Linked DNA regions of Gossypium hirsutum: region 1 is linked to region 2. The links are chromatin contacts, called in public Hi-C maps. All regions are on one chromosome and are shown on one strand. Each heading gives the region's core, a stretch centred on a gene start, on an enhancer-like site or on the middle of the called end of the contact. The rest is flanking DNA. Distances are from core to core; before and after follow the strand shown.

Region 1 (6,722 bases), core at 1,092-3,591, 280 kb before region 2:
TTCTGGTGGGCGCACAGAATTGGGTTGTAATGACTATACCATTATATCTAACCAAACATGCCCTTGAGATAAAAACTTTTGAATAATTTCCATTTTTCAAAAAGAAAAAAAATCTAATTTTATAAACTAAAGAAACACCAAAAGTAATCTTAAATAATTGGTACCAAAATAAGTCCATATATTCAAATATATCCATAAGTTCATATGTAAGATCATCATCTGCAATACTACGAAAAAGAAGCCCTGATTTCCAGGCTACCAAAAACTATTTCAACACTCGCATGATAGATTTAAGTATAGAATATTCCAGTAACACTTGTACAAGCTAATTAAAAAACATTAAGACATAAGAATCGTGTAAATTCTGCTTATTTACACCAATATCTAATATTCAGCATGATTGGTATTACAGTCCCAGTGTGCAACACCATGGTGTTATTAGGCGACTAAAAATATGCAGCAACCCCAGTTGTTTGTTCAATTTTATTGCAGAGATTAATGTTTGATCTTCGGCCTCTTCACGATCATCACAGAGCAATGAGCATGGTGAGAACAATAATCACTCACACTGCCAAGAACAGCCCTGTAATACAAAATATAATCATTTGTTAAAAGCTGGACTGAAATAAGGTCATTCTTAAATTGTTGAAAGTTTGGCAATTTCTTTTTCAGTTCTTATTCATCACAACATATGAAAAATGAAAGGTTCTATAACAGGAGCTATAATATTGAGAAAAAAAAAACCAGCTTATAATCTGCAAAATATCATATAGCAGAGCTACCGCCAAATGTCAAATAAGATCGGGTTGGTTTTGAATCAGATCAATTCTGATTTCAAAATTTTCATGCCACTTACATGTCATTTTAGGATTGGAACATTTCAGGTTAGTAAGCCTAGTTTCTGGGCACCTTGGGTTATGTCATTTCGAATTACTTGTTCAGGTCATTCCGAGTTTTGATATTTTTGGGTTTGAGTTAAGGAAGTTCAGATCATTGACGTTTTACAGTCAAGTAGCATTGGGTTGGGTTCGGATTTGGATTGACCGGATCAGGTTTTTGGATTTGGATCAAAACTGGCAAGCCTACTTATACATATATAGATGATATATATCATATTGTAGATGAGGTCTATGGGTTAAGTCTAACCCTAAAAAAGGGAAGAGGGGAAAAGAGGCAAACCCACTAAACCAAAAAAACTAGAAAGGAGAAGATGTTCTATACAGATGCATTAACATTATTTGAGAACTCATCCCCACAGAACCAAAATAAACCATCGATTTTTTCTTGTGGAAGTAATGAGCCATTTTTTAGTGATTAGAAACTTAATGAACAAGCCACAGTTAATCAAAGAGTAAAAAAGTTCCCAATGTTCATCTAAAAACTTAAAAAGAGATCAGACATAGGTTTTAATACCTCTTTATAGCTCCATAACCATGGCTACCAACAGCGAGAATGGAGGCATGGTGTTTTTCTACAGCGTCACAGAGAACATTCCTTGCATCACCTTCCCCCACTTCAACTACGGCATCATGTACCTGCACCGAAACCAAAAAAACAGATTGGATGCTAATACCCTTCTTTAATTAGGCTACAAAAGTAAAACAAGTAGCTGATGAATACCGATTTGCTAAGGCAGAGTTCCTTGGCTTTCTCAACAACCCTGGCAGCGATCTTCCTCAAATCCGCATCCACATAGGGCAATACATCAGCAGCTCCTACAATAATGATACCTCCATAAGAAAGCTAAAACACACGGTACTTGAACCAAAAGAGAAAAGGAGGGTAAATTCAAACCAGGTCCGGCGAGACCAACAGCAGAAGAAGCAGAAGGCTTGGCATGAACGATGACGAGCTTGAAAGGAGGATTGGAAGCGAAAGGAGCAAAGAAGTGATCGAGGATCCACTGCAGCGCGTACGTACTGTGCTCGCTGTCGTCGATTCCAACAACCATGGCTTGCTTCTCCGTCGTTGTTGCCATCGTGGTATGTGTCTTGGTTCTTGTGTCTTGGAATTGCAAAGGGTCGGTTTGATCTTTCTTTAATTTTGGGGGGTTATAAAAAAGGAATGGTTTTGTAGGAATAAGGAATTTATTGAGAAACACAGAACACAAAACAACGTGCGGGCAAATGCGTAAGGCGTAAGGCGTAAGGCGTAAGGCGTAAGGTGTAAGCGTGTTAAAATTATGCTTGGAAAAAGGGGGAGGGAAGGGAAGGAAGACCCAAACTAGAATACGCGATACGCTGGGTGATAGTGATTGTGTCCCTATCCTTTTTGCCTCTATTCTAAACCATCATTCTAGACAGACAATGTTATGATATGTCTTTCATCTTTAAAATATTCCAAATCATCAAATTTATTAATTTAACCCTTAAATAAAATATTAAATTTTTATATAACATAATTTAAAATAAAAAATAAATATTGTAAAAATATTAATTTTAAAATCTTTGAAGTTTTTACATAAATTATTATTCACTTTTTTTCGGTTATATTTTATTTTTAATATACGACAAAGTTTTACTATTTTTTAAAATTTTCATTTTAAATTATGTTGCTTAAGATTTTACATGTCATTTAATGGTTAAACTTTCGGTTTTAATAACCAAAGGATTTGATTGATATAACATCGATAGCTTAGGAATGCAATTAGAATATTTTTAAGTTTAAGGATAAATCTAAAAATGAGGACCATAGTTTGGGATGTAATTAAAACGTTTTGAAGTTTAGGGATAAATTTAAAATGAGGATTATAGTTTGCGAATGTCTACTGTAATTTACTTTATTCACTCACGGGTTAAATCCTTAAACTTAGTAGTTTTTTTCTTTCGATTCCTAAACTTTTTTTTAGTTTATTTTAGTATTGGCACTTGATAATTTTTTAAAAATTAATCATTAAATTTAGATTTCATCAAGTATGATGATGTGATTATTTAAAATTATGTCATATTGTCAAAAAAAATAAAATTAATATAAAAAATTTTAAAAAAATTTCAAGTAATCATCTAAATTTAAAGATTAAATTGAAAAAAATGATCAAAGCTTGTGGAAAAAGATGAGAAAATAAAGGAGTCAGTATTGGTTTATCCCAGACAATGAAGGTGAGACAAATTGAGACACGTGGGAGACGTGATCCTCCATCTCACATTCATTGGGAGCCGTTCTGGGGGAGACTGTATCTCACAATTTAACTCTTCCATTTAGACTCCTCCTATTTATTACCAAGTATTACTTCAATTACGCTCCGCTTTTCCGGGATTTTTATTTTTATTTTCTTAAAAACTTTCTATAAATTATTGAACTGAATTACCCAAATAAGAATAAATAAATATGTTAAATTAATTTTTACTAATAATTTTATACTATATAAGTTAGAGAAAGAATTGTATAAAATTATAATTTCATGTTATCTCTATCTCTTTTCAATAAAAGAATGACAAATCAAATTTTTACTTCTGATTTTTAGCATTTTCACAAGAGAAAAAAAAGGTTAAAAATCAAGAAGAAAAATTTAATTTGTCATTCTCCTATTGAAAAGGAATAGGGATAACATGTAATTACAATTTCATACAATCCCTTCTCAAGTTATGGCTTTAAGTCATGTTCTCATTTTGAATTTTAAAATTTTAATCATGACTCAAACGATTAAAATCATGAATTAAATGATGTGAATTTTTTTTTGTGTTATGTAAAAATAACAATTTAATATTATATTATACATGCAATAATATGTTTTTTTAAAATATAAGTACACATAAAATTAGAGACAAACTCCAAAAATTTTAGGGGTCGAAATTAAATAGTATTTGTTACAACAATAAAAATATAATTTCATCAATTTTAATAATCTATATATTTATAATTTTTAAAATATTAAATAAAAAATAGGCAGTTTTAATAGGAAAAAAAGATCATATTTATATTTGTATATAATATGAAAAGGTTGCAGTTTTTAAGTACTCAAATTGAAAAAAAATAAAAAAGAATGGTGTGTATTTTTAATTAAAAGAGTATGATTTAAATTTGCAAGTTATTTTAAGTGACTCACATTAAGCATATGATAGATATGTTCGAGATGACAATTCTTGTGGGTATGTTTAGTGGTCACTTCTTTACTCAAATATCTATTTCTGGTTTTTATGTCTTTTAGTACAAAGAAATTCTCCCATTTCAATGATGAAATCATTTCTAAATAATTATATAAATCAGCTAAAATCACAACTACTACTGCTATCCTTGTTTAAATCATAACCACCCTTTCTTCATTAAGTTAGTTTCATTTAAATCGGATTATTAATTTTATTAAGAAAATATGAATTTCCCCATTCGTAATTAAAATAAGTTATATTACTTGAAAGTATTTTATTTTTTTATTTAAAAAAATAAAAAAATTTGCATATGACAGAAATTTGAACTTGAATAAATTGCATTAGAAAAACTTTTAAATTACCACTTAGCTAAAATTCTACTTTAATATTTTTATATATTTTAATTTTATTATACACACTTTATTATTTCCATCATTTATATATCTATACTATTATTTAAGTTCCTGACAGAGTCGATGTCACCCTCAACCAGTACACCAACTTGGTTAAAAAAATTATGGACATGCATTTTCGTAATAAAAACAAGTTATATTATTCGAACTTATTTTAGTCTTTTTATTTTAAAGAAAAATCAATAAAAAGATGTATAGGATGGGATTTGTACACATATAAATTGTATTAGTAAAATTTTTAATTTACCACTTAGCTAAAGCTTTATTTTAATATTTTTACACATTTTAATTTTATTATTTGTGTTCTATATTTTTTGTTTCCACACGCATATGTCGCGGGGCTAAAACTTTAGTTTGGCAAACCGTGTGACTTTAAGCGATTTCTTTGTTCAAATCCACCTAAGTCAACCATACTCTCGAAAGTGAAAATTCACAAAGAAATTTCTCCAAGATACCGAAATAAAGTGGAAACATAAAAAACTCACTAAAAATCCACAAGAAAGCAATGCACACAAGGTGTTTTAGTAAATACTTTAAAATATATTCAATAACTATGAATGATGTGATTACAAATGATGGGGAAAACCTTTATTTATAATTAAGCTCTTCTTGATCCAACAATACAATCTAAATTACATCAACGATCAAGATTAAAGCCTATCTACAATATGAGAGTCTTAAGGGATTTAAACACTAATACATCTTATCCCTTAGGGTTACAAAATATTCACCCTGGTAAAATATAAATTACTAGAGTGTTTCACTGGGCTGCCAAGGCTTCAAGTAGTGGTCTTCTCTAAAAGTTCCATGAACCGGGCCAGTTTAAGTGGGTCAAATGAGTCTCATTTAATTAGTTGACATTTATGGGACGTTATGTTTGCATTCATTGCGGGCTATTATTCGTGACCCAAGATATTCTCCCTGTAACACCCCTTACCCGTACTCGAGACTGGGACTATGTACGAGGCGTTACCAGGAATGTACTTGAACATTTTTGGGAAATACGGATTATAAAATTTCATTCCAATTTGAAACCAATCTAATAGCATCTTGGTGTCTCTATTATGAGCCAACGAGGCTCAAACGTACATTGAAATTGATCCGGGACTAAATCGAGGACCTAAATAAAAATTTAAGAAAATTTTTGAGTTAATGTCTCACACGCCTGTGTGGAAACATTGCACATGCCCGTGTGCTTTGGGACACGCCCATATCCCCTACCCGTGTGGAATTAATTGAATTTAATTTCTACTTCGAACCTACAGGGGTTTTCACACGGTCAAGCACACGCCCGTGTTTTCGACCCGTGTCCTTTACATGGCCTTGACACACCCGTGTGGTCGTTCGTGTCCAAAGACTCGAGCATTCTGTTTATGATGTCAGCATGCATTTAGGGGCACACGGCCAAGATACACGCTCGTGTGTTAGGCCGTGTCCTCCACATGGTTGAGACACACGGCCGTGTCTCTACCCGTGTGTTTACTACCATGAATTCTGACTTAAAATTTTAGGTGCAAGGGACACACAGTTATGCCACATGCCCATGGGGTGGTCCGTGTGTCACACACGATCTAGACACACGCCCGTGTGTCTACCCGTGTGGACCATGTTAGGCTATTTTCCAAGCCTTTGGTCACCCTATAACATATGTTCTCACTTATAGATTTCCATAACATATAGCCAGGCCTAATTATACTCTCAAATGACCTCGATAAACCTCATTGCATGTAAACCTCATTTTATCGGTCTTACACATGCTAGGATTATTTCTCTTGTATCAAGAATGTCTATGCCTTATAACACATTCATGATTGGCTCATTATTATAACTCATTGCCAATTATGGTCTAGCCATCCCATGTGATTCGGTCATGTTACATATGTATCTACTTGTGATACGCCGTGTTCATTCATCTCAATAACATTAGAACATAAATATGCACAACTATGTAGGTCATATCTTATAACAAAATGAGCCAAATCCTATGGCCATATGCATGTGGACATGTACACCTTACAAGCCTTCATATTGGCTAATCAAATGACACATATTACAAAATTAACAAAAGCCCTATACATGCCATTGAACAAAATAAGAGTATCTATATACCAAAGCTAGACAAAATGATAGTGTGTTGACTCTCTAATCGTCTTCTAATCTTCGTGAGTCCACGAGCTCTGTAAGACAGGGAAAAGAGAGGGGTAAGCATTTACATGCTTAGTAA
Region 2 (6,601 bases), core at 3,701-6,200:
TTTTACTTATTAGTGATAATCATAATTTCTCTTGATTTCCAAAAGAGATACAACAATCATAATAATAGTTCATGATATATACGAAATATACTACATTAAATTAATAAACATGTTTAGTAATAGTGATTAAAAAATAATTGTTGAAATACGACTTTCTTTTCAAAACACTAATAAAATATTTTTTACTTGCACCAAACAGTTAATGAATAGATAAAAAAAATGATTTTAAGAGTGCATGCGTCACACAGTGTAATATTTTTAAAAATGTCATAATATTATATTATTTAATCACCAATTAAAATAATATTCAATCACTCTCTAGTGTCATTGTTGATCAAATAAGATTTAATCTTCTAGGAATAATTGCTTTAATGCGCCATTCTTTTTCTTCAATGCTAACAATCTCCGTTTCTTATCGATAATTTTTTTTTAGATGTTACTTGATTGAATATGCTTAACTATTGGATGCTATTTATAAAGCTAAACTTAAATTTTAATTGCTATATAACTCTAATATTAATTAAGTGATAATTAAGATGTTTAGAGTTCTATTCGAGTAATAACACTATTTTACTTCAAGAAGTTTTGCACAATTTTTAAAAAAACTTAAAATTAACAAAAAATTGAGTCTATTTTGAAATTAGCAAATAATAATAATAAGTCTAAATTAAATTATAATTACTTTTAAAATTAATTTAGTAATATCATAAAAATAAAGGATATTCTCGTTTGTTCATAAGTTTTTTCAAACTCATACTTTTATATATTTTAGAAATAGATTATATTACATATAGATTGTTGATTATAGATATATCTATAACACTAATTAAATGATGATTAATTTAAAAAAATATCTAGTAATAATTAATTAATATACTCTTGTGTATAGGTAAAATTCCATTGTTAAAAAATAAAAACTTGTTTTTTCAATGTCAATTCAATAATATAATGAACAATAAAATGCATTCTCAATTCAAAAGTTTTTTTAAACTCGTGTTTTTTATATTATAATTATAATATAAATAGATTATAGATTGAATATAAAAATAAATGAGGTTTGGTTAAAATGGTAAATCAAAAATATTGAAAACTACTGTATTTTAAGTTAAAATATCATGCCAACAACCTCGTAGTCTAATAGCAAAAGCATTGTGTTGTGGGCAAGAAAATTTGACTTTAGTCTTGTTGACGTGTTTTTTTTTTATCATGCCTCCTTGAGAGGAATATTGGGGATATTTATATATACTCTTATTGTTACTATTACAGCTCATAACTAAGCCCACCATTTTGTCTCAGCCTTGAGGCCTTTGGTGTTGACATTCTCTGTAGCCCCCTAGCTTGTTAGACACGTGCCTGCGTAGCACGCAGTCCTTTCTGATCCTGGGGTTAACATCCTCAGCAAGTACCATACTCGTTGGTCAAGAGTCCGAATTGCTTGTAGGGCTCGTAATCCTTCCTGCAAACACCGTTTGCGACCCCATCTTGCAAGGTGTGCCCACGAACTCTTCTTGTGGACTGGCTTGGTGAATACGCCTCTTCCGACTTGGGTCCATCCGGGTCAAGGGTCGAAGACACGAATCTTTTTAGGATATTTAAGTTGGCAATTACATATATATATATATAACAAGTCTCAAATAATCCCATTCTCTTTCCTCAATTATATATATATAAAAACAAAGAGTTCAAATATTATTATGCATGTATTTTTCTATTTTTTAATATAAAAGATATATAAAAAATACACCCTAAAAATAAAACTCAATTGAATGGTAGCACAGACTCAATCAGGAGATTAATATATAATATAAATTAATAAACTAAATTACTTTACACCCAACAAGTGAAAGGAAAAAAAAAATGTAAAAATTAATATTAAAACAACATTAAGATTTGAATTCGCATCTAAAAGCTCTCAACTTATGGTCCTTTCGGGTGAAGTGAGATTAACGCTTTTAATGGGACTTTTGTGATGTTTAAGAAACAGCCCATTCTGATTGAGCTTCTTTTTAAGGCATAATCATTTTTTACCACTTCAATTCTATAAAAAAAGTTTTTTTTTATTCTTTATTTAGTCTTTAAATTTATATTTTTATTAAATTACCTAAAAATAAATAAAAAAGTTAATATTTTTAATTTTGCTAATATGATATACACATGGATGACATGTCAACATTTAATTAATTTTTTAAAATTTTAAAAAATTATAAAATTTAAATAATCTTTTTGAATTTTTAAAATTTTAAAAATAATTAAATGCTGACGCATGATTCACATGCCAATTCACGTGTATACCATGTTAATAAAGTTAAAAAATGTTAACTTTTCTATTACTTTTGGGGTGATTTAACAAAAAAAATAAGGTTAAAGGCTAAAAAGGACAAAAAAAACTAAAATAAATAGCTAAAATGACTTTTTTATAAAGTTAGACGATTAAAAAAATTATTATGCTTTTTTTTTCTTTTTTATATCATTATGCCTTTTTTAATTGCACCACACCTATTTTGTTTTTTTTTTCGACCCTTAGGCTGCGTTCTTCTTCCCGTTTTTAATGAGCTTTTGCTCAAAAAACACTTCTTAACTAAAGGCATTACAGAACAAACACCAGTATAAAAAGAATTTTAACTTAAAAAAAGTGCTTTTGCACAGATGGAGAAGCAGAAATTTTTGGCTTTTCTCAGCCAAAAGTGCTTATTTGGCTTGTATTTACTATTTTAACCTGTTAGCTTTTTCTATACGTCAGAATATTTTTTCCCTTTTACTCTTTGTTCTCCGAACTTTACTCTTAGAAATATTTTTTCTATATGTTAGAATATTTAATTATTATATTTCAATATTTCAATATAGTTTATATATTCTAATTAAATTTAATAATTAATTAATATTAATTACTTAGAAATATTTAAAATTAATATTGTATATTAAAATATTAACAATAAGTTATAATAAAGTATTTTTTATATTTTTGCTAAAATATCATAATATTAACTAATTTGAACATTATTTAAATACATATTTATTACTTTATAATATAATGTCTAAAATAGACATTTTATTTCTTAAAAGCACTTTTTAACAGCAATATCAAACACTTAAATTTTTCAAAAGCACTTCTCAAAAGCACTTTTTCACAGCACTTCTCAAAAGCACTTTTCAAAAGCATTGCCAAACTGGCCCTTACTCTCTTCAGTTTGCTTTTTCACTTCTGCCGCAGTCTCCTATTATCTATTACACCCTCGCGTTTTTGTCGTTTCTTTTTAGTATAACTCCAGTCATTTTTTTCTATTTTAAGTACACCATTCTTTATTGGGTAAAGCACAGAAATGATCACTGAAGTGTTGTCTGCATTCTATTTTGGTCACTTAACTTTTAATTTATTTTATTTTACTCACTAAACTATTCAAAATTAAATATTTCAGTCACAAAATGTTAACAGCGGTTCGAAATTTGATTAGAATGTTGATGTAGCCTTTTTTATTAGTATAAAACAAATTTAATAAATTTAGTTCTCAATGTTTACAAAATTTTTCATTTTAGTTCAAATTCTAAAAATATCAATCAATTTGGCCTTCAACATTTATACAATTTTTTTAAAAAAATTATAAATACAATATTAGGTCCAAATCAATGAAAAAGATAATACAAAATTGGTTCACCAATTAAACCAACAAGGGAGTTGAATAAATTTGGAAAAAGATCCAAAAAAGAAAATTTTGCAAAAAGTGTGTCATTCATTCAAAATTTAAAGATTTGAGTATTACCTATCATGATCAAAAGTGAGCACAAGCTTGGGTAAATTGCCTTCCCTTTGTGTTACTTTGACCCCAAAGCAACTGCAACAACCATGCTTGAGTATTTGCAGAAGAACATGAAGCAATTGGATTCTAAGTTTTGTGAGCTATCTTAATACAAGGGTTAAAACTGCACATTGCTAACTTAAAATTCTTTAAAAATTAAAATTTGTTATTTTGTAAATACTGAGAGTTAGATTTATTGAATTTTTTAGAATTTGAACTAAAATAACAAATTTTGTAAATATTAGGGCTAAATTTATTAATTTTTTTATATTTAGGATCAAATTGATATAATATGTAAATATTAGAATATTAAATTTATTATTAGACCAACAAAAAAAGCTCACGTCAACACTTCTCTCACTTCTCAAACTGCGATTAACGTTCAATAACTAAAATATTTGATTTTTTGTATTTTAGTGACCAAAATAAAACAAAGGTAATACTTTAGTGACTATTTCTATACTTTATTCTTCTTTAGAGTGAATTTGGATGATCAGTGCATTTATCTGCGATTAGTATAAAAATAGTAGTGATAGTGAGATTAGAAACTATAGCGTGAAATAAAAAGTAAATTAAACGCATGACACATCTTAATTTTCTTTAATTAAAAGAAAATCAAATACAGTATGAAAAATGACACATTTTTCCTAACTTTATTTGTCAAACCTTTTTTACCGATATCTGTCAAGTGTTTAAATTCCACGAAATGAATGAATTAGTTTTTTTTTTTTAAAGGCAATAAATGTAAATGTGAACACTTTTAACACTGACAGCTAGGGAGGCCACTTCAAGCCAGCATTGCCATACACTCGTAACCAAACAACCCACTTCACATCTTCCTAAGAAATTAGAAATCATAACGTCCCCCTTTATTTAAAAATATTCATAACGTCCTAACATAAAATTCTAATATTTAACATTATTATTATACAATTTTAATAATAATAATAAATATTTATTATTTTATAAAAATATTTTTTAATTGATAAAAATTATATTTAGGTTTTTTCTTTAAAAAATCATTATAACAATTTAATTAGTACATGAATTTTATTTTATAAAAGTATGAATTATGAGTTTAATTATATAAATAATAGGTTATTAGTGTTGAGAGACATTAATAAAAAAAAAGATAAATAAATAATAGGTTAAATTGCAGAGGGAAACTTAATAACTGATCTTTGCGCAATTCTTCACTTTCTGTTTTTTTTTTCCTTTTATTCCCTCTTCTCTTCTCTTCTCTGTTTCTGATTCTCTCTCTCTCCTATTTGTTTTATTGTTTGGCAACGCAAGACCCGAACCAGAAGGTGGTTAATTTTTGCAAATTAGAGAAAACCCAGAGAGGAAAAACCTCCTCCAAACCCTTCCTTTTCTCCATCGTTTGACATTGATATGGTCGAGACGCGACGGAGCTCTTCCTCTTCCAAACGCCCCCTTTCCTCTCCCCCTCCCACTTCTTCTAAACGATCCAAGGTCTTTTCTTTCTTATTCCTTATGGTTTTTACTTTGCATGTCTGTCCTGATACGTTCTCTTTAGATTTGAATTCCAGACTGATAGGCTTTTCTTTTTTTCTTTTTTTTTTCTTTCCCTTTAGGCATCTGAGCCGGCTTTGTCGTCCAACAATGGAGCTGCGGTTTCTGGACCGGTTAACGAAACCTTAGGTCCACCTAAGGAATCCGGGTCGGACTCACGGGTAATGGAGCTCCGATCCTCTGATCTACGGGTGTCCGATGCGGCTAAGGCCGTTGATGCGTCTCCCATCGATAAGCCTGCCGTTGCTGATCTGGAGAACGGTACTTTGGTGGCTCCGCGGTCCTCAGGTGCCATCCAAATTGATCTTCCATTTTGTTTTGTGAGGTTCTATTTTTTATTTTTTATTTTTATTTTTTGGGTTTTGATGTGGGGGATTATTTTGGTTAATTAGGTGAAGCTGCTGTAAATGCGGATAAAGTGGAGACGGTTGCTGCAGGGCTTACTGGTCGGGCTAAGAACAGGCCAATTAAGCCTGCTAAGTTAGGTTCTAAATTCCCGTGGGGAAAGCTTCTTTCCCAGCATTCTCAAGTATGTTTTCTGAAATGACATTCTTTTTAATTATGGGCTGGTTTTTGGTTCCTGGTCCCTTTGTTTAATCGTGTTCAGTTAGAACTGCCTATTGGAATCCTTGTTCTTTTAGCCAATAAATGAAGTGAAGAAAATGTGTTTTGTCCATGAACTATTTATGGCAAAAACGGATTTTAAAACTTTGTGCAGTTGAATTTTATGGAACAAGGAAATATTACTGTATAATTTGCTGGTAAAATGATGATTTGGTTCCAATCATTGAGTGGAATCTTGGAGTTCATCATGATTTAAATCCTAACTTAAGAGAGTCAATTTGGTAGGAAAATTACTTTTAGGCTGCCTCAGAGAGTCAGCTTTCTGTTGTAGTGAGGTCTAACCTCAGTAGTCATGGGAAGGTATTCTGTTGTTGAATTTCATTAAGGGAGGATCTTCCATCAAGCCACAAACCAATCAGCCTCTTTATATTGGTTTTAATACTTCTGGTTGTTTTCATGCTAAAATGATGTGCTTCCACTTCTTATTAATGTTCATATCATCCAGAATCCTCACTTAGTCATGTGTGGCACACTATTCACCGTTGGACAAAGCCATCAGTGCAACTTATGTCTTAAGGATCACAATATTAGCGCTATTTTGTGCAAAGTGAAGCACATAGAGGTATGGATCTTTACATAATTATTTCTTAACCTTTTCGTTGTACTTTTTATTGTGTTTATGGGAGTGCTGAATTTCTGTTTCCCGATGT

What was found. A called contact is a pair of places that touch in the nucleus more often than the background predicts.
Region 1: a Hi-C map of hypocotyl shows a contact between it and region 2, with 5 times the contacts expected there. The contact joins the promoter of LOC107928380 here to the promoter of LOC107928822 in region 2. A contact is called at or near these places in 3 of 34 Hi-C or Micro-C datasets (hypocotyl and leaf).

The regions. Positions count from the first base shown.
Region 1 is chrA08:16,727,352-16,734,073 of Gossypium_hirsutum_v2.1, reverse strand. LOC107928380 (universal stress protein PHOS34) reads right to left here and starts at 2,341. Exons shown (of 4, transcript XM_016859634.2): 1 at 1,795-2,341; 2 at 1,621-1,715; 3 at 1,414-1,535; 4 at 267-583. The coding sequence starts at 1,978. The coding sequence ends at 496.
Region 2 is chrA08:16,453,851-16,460,451 of Gossypium_hirsutum_v2.1, reverse strand. LOC107928822 reads left to right here and starts at 4,950. Exons shown (of 27, transcript XM_041074422.1): 1 at 4,950-5,267; 2 at 5,390-5,615; 3 at 5,720-5,856; 4 at 6,397-6,513. The coding sequence starts at 5,187.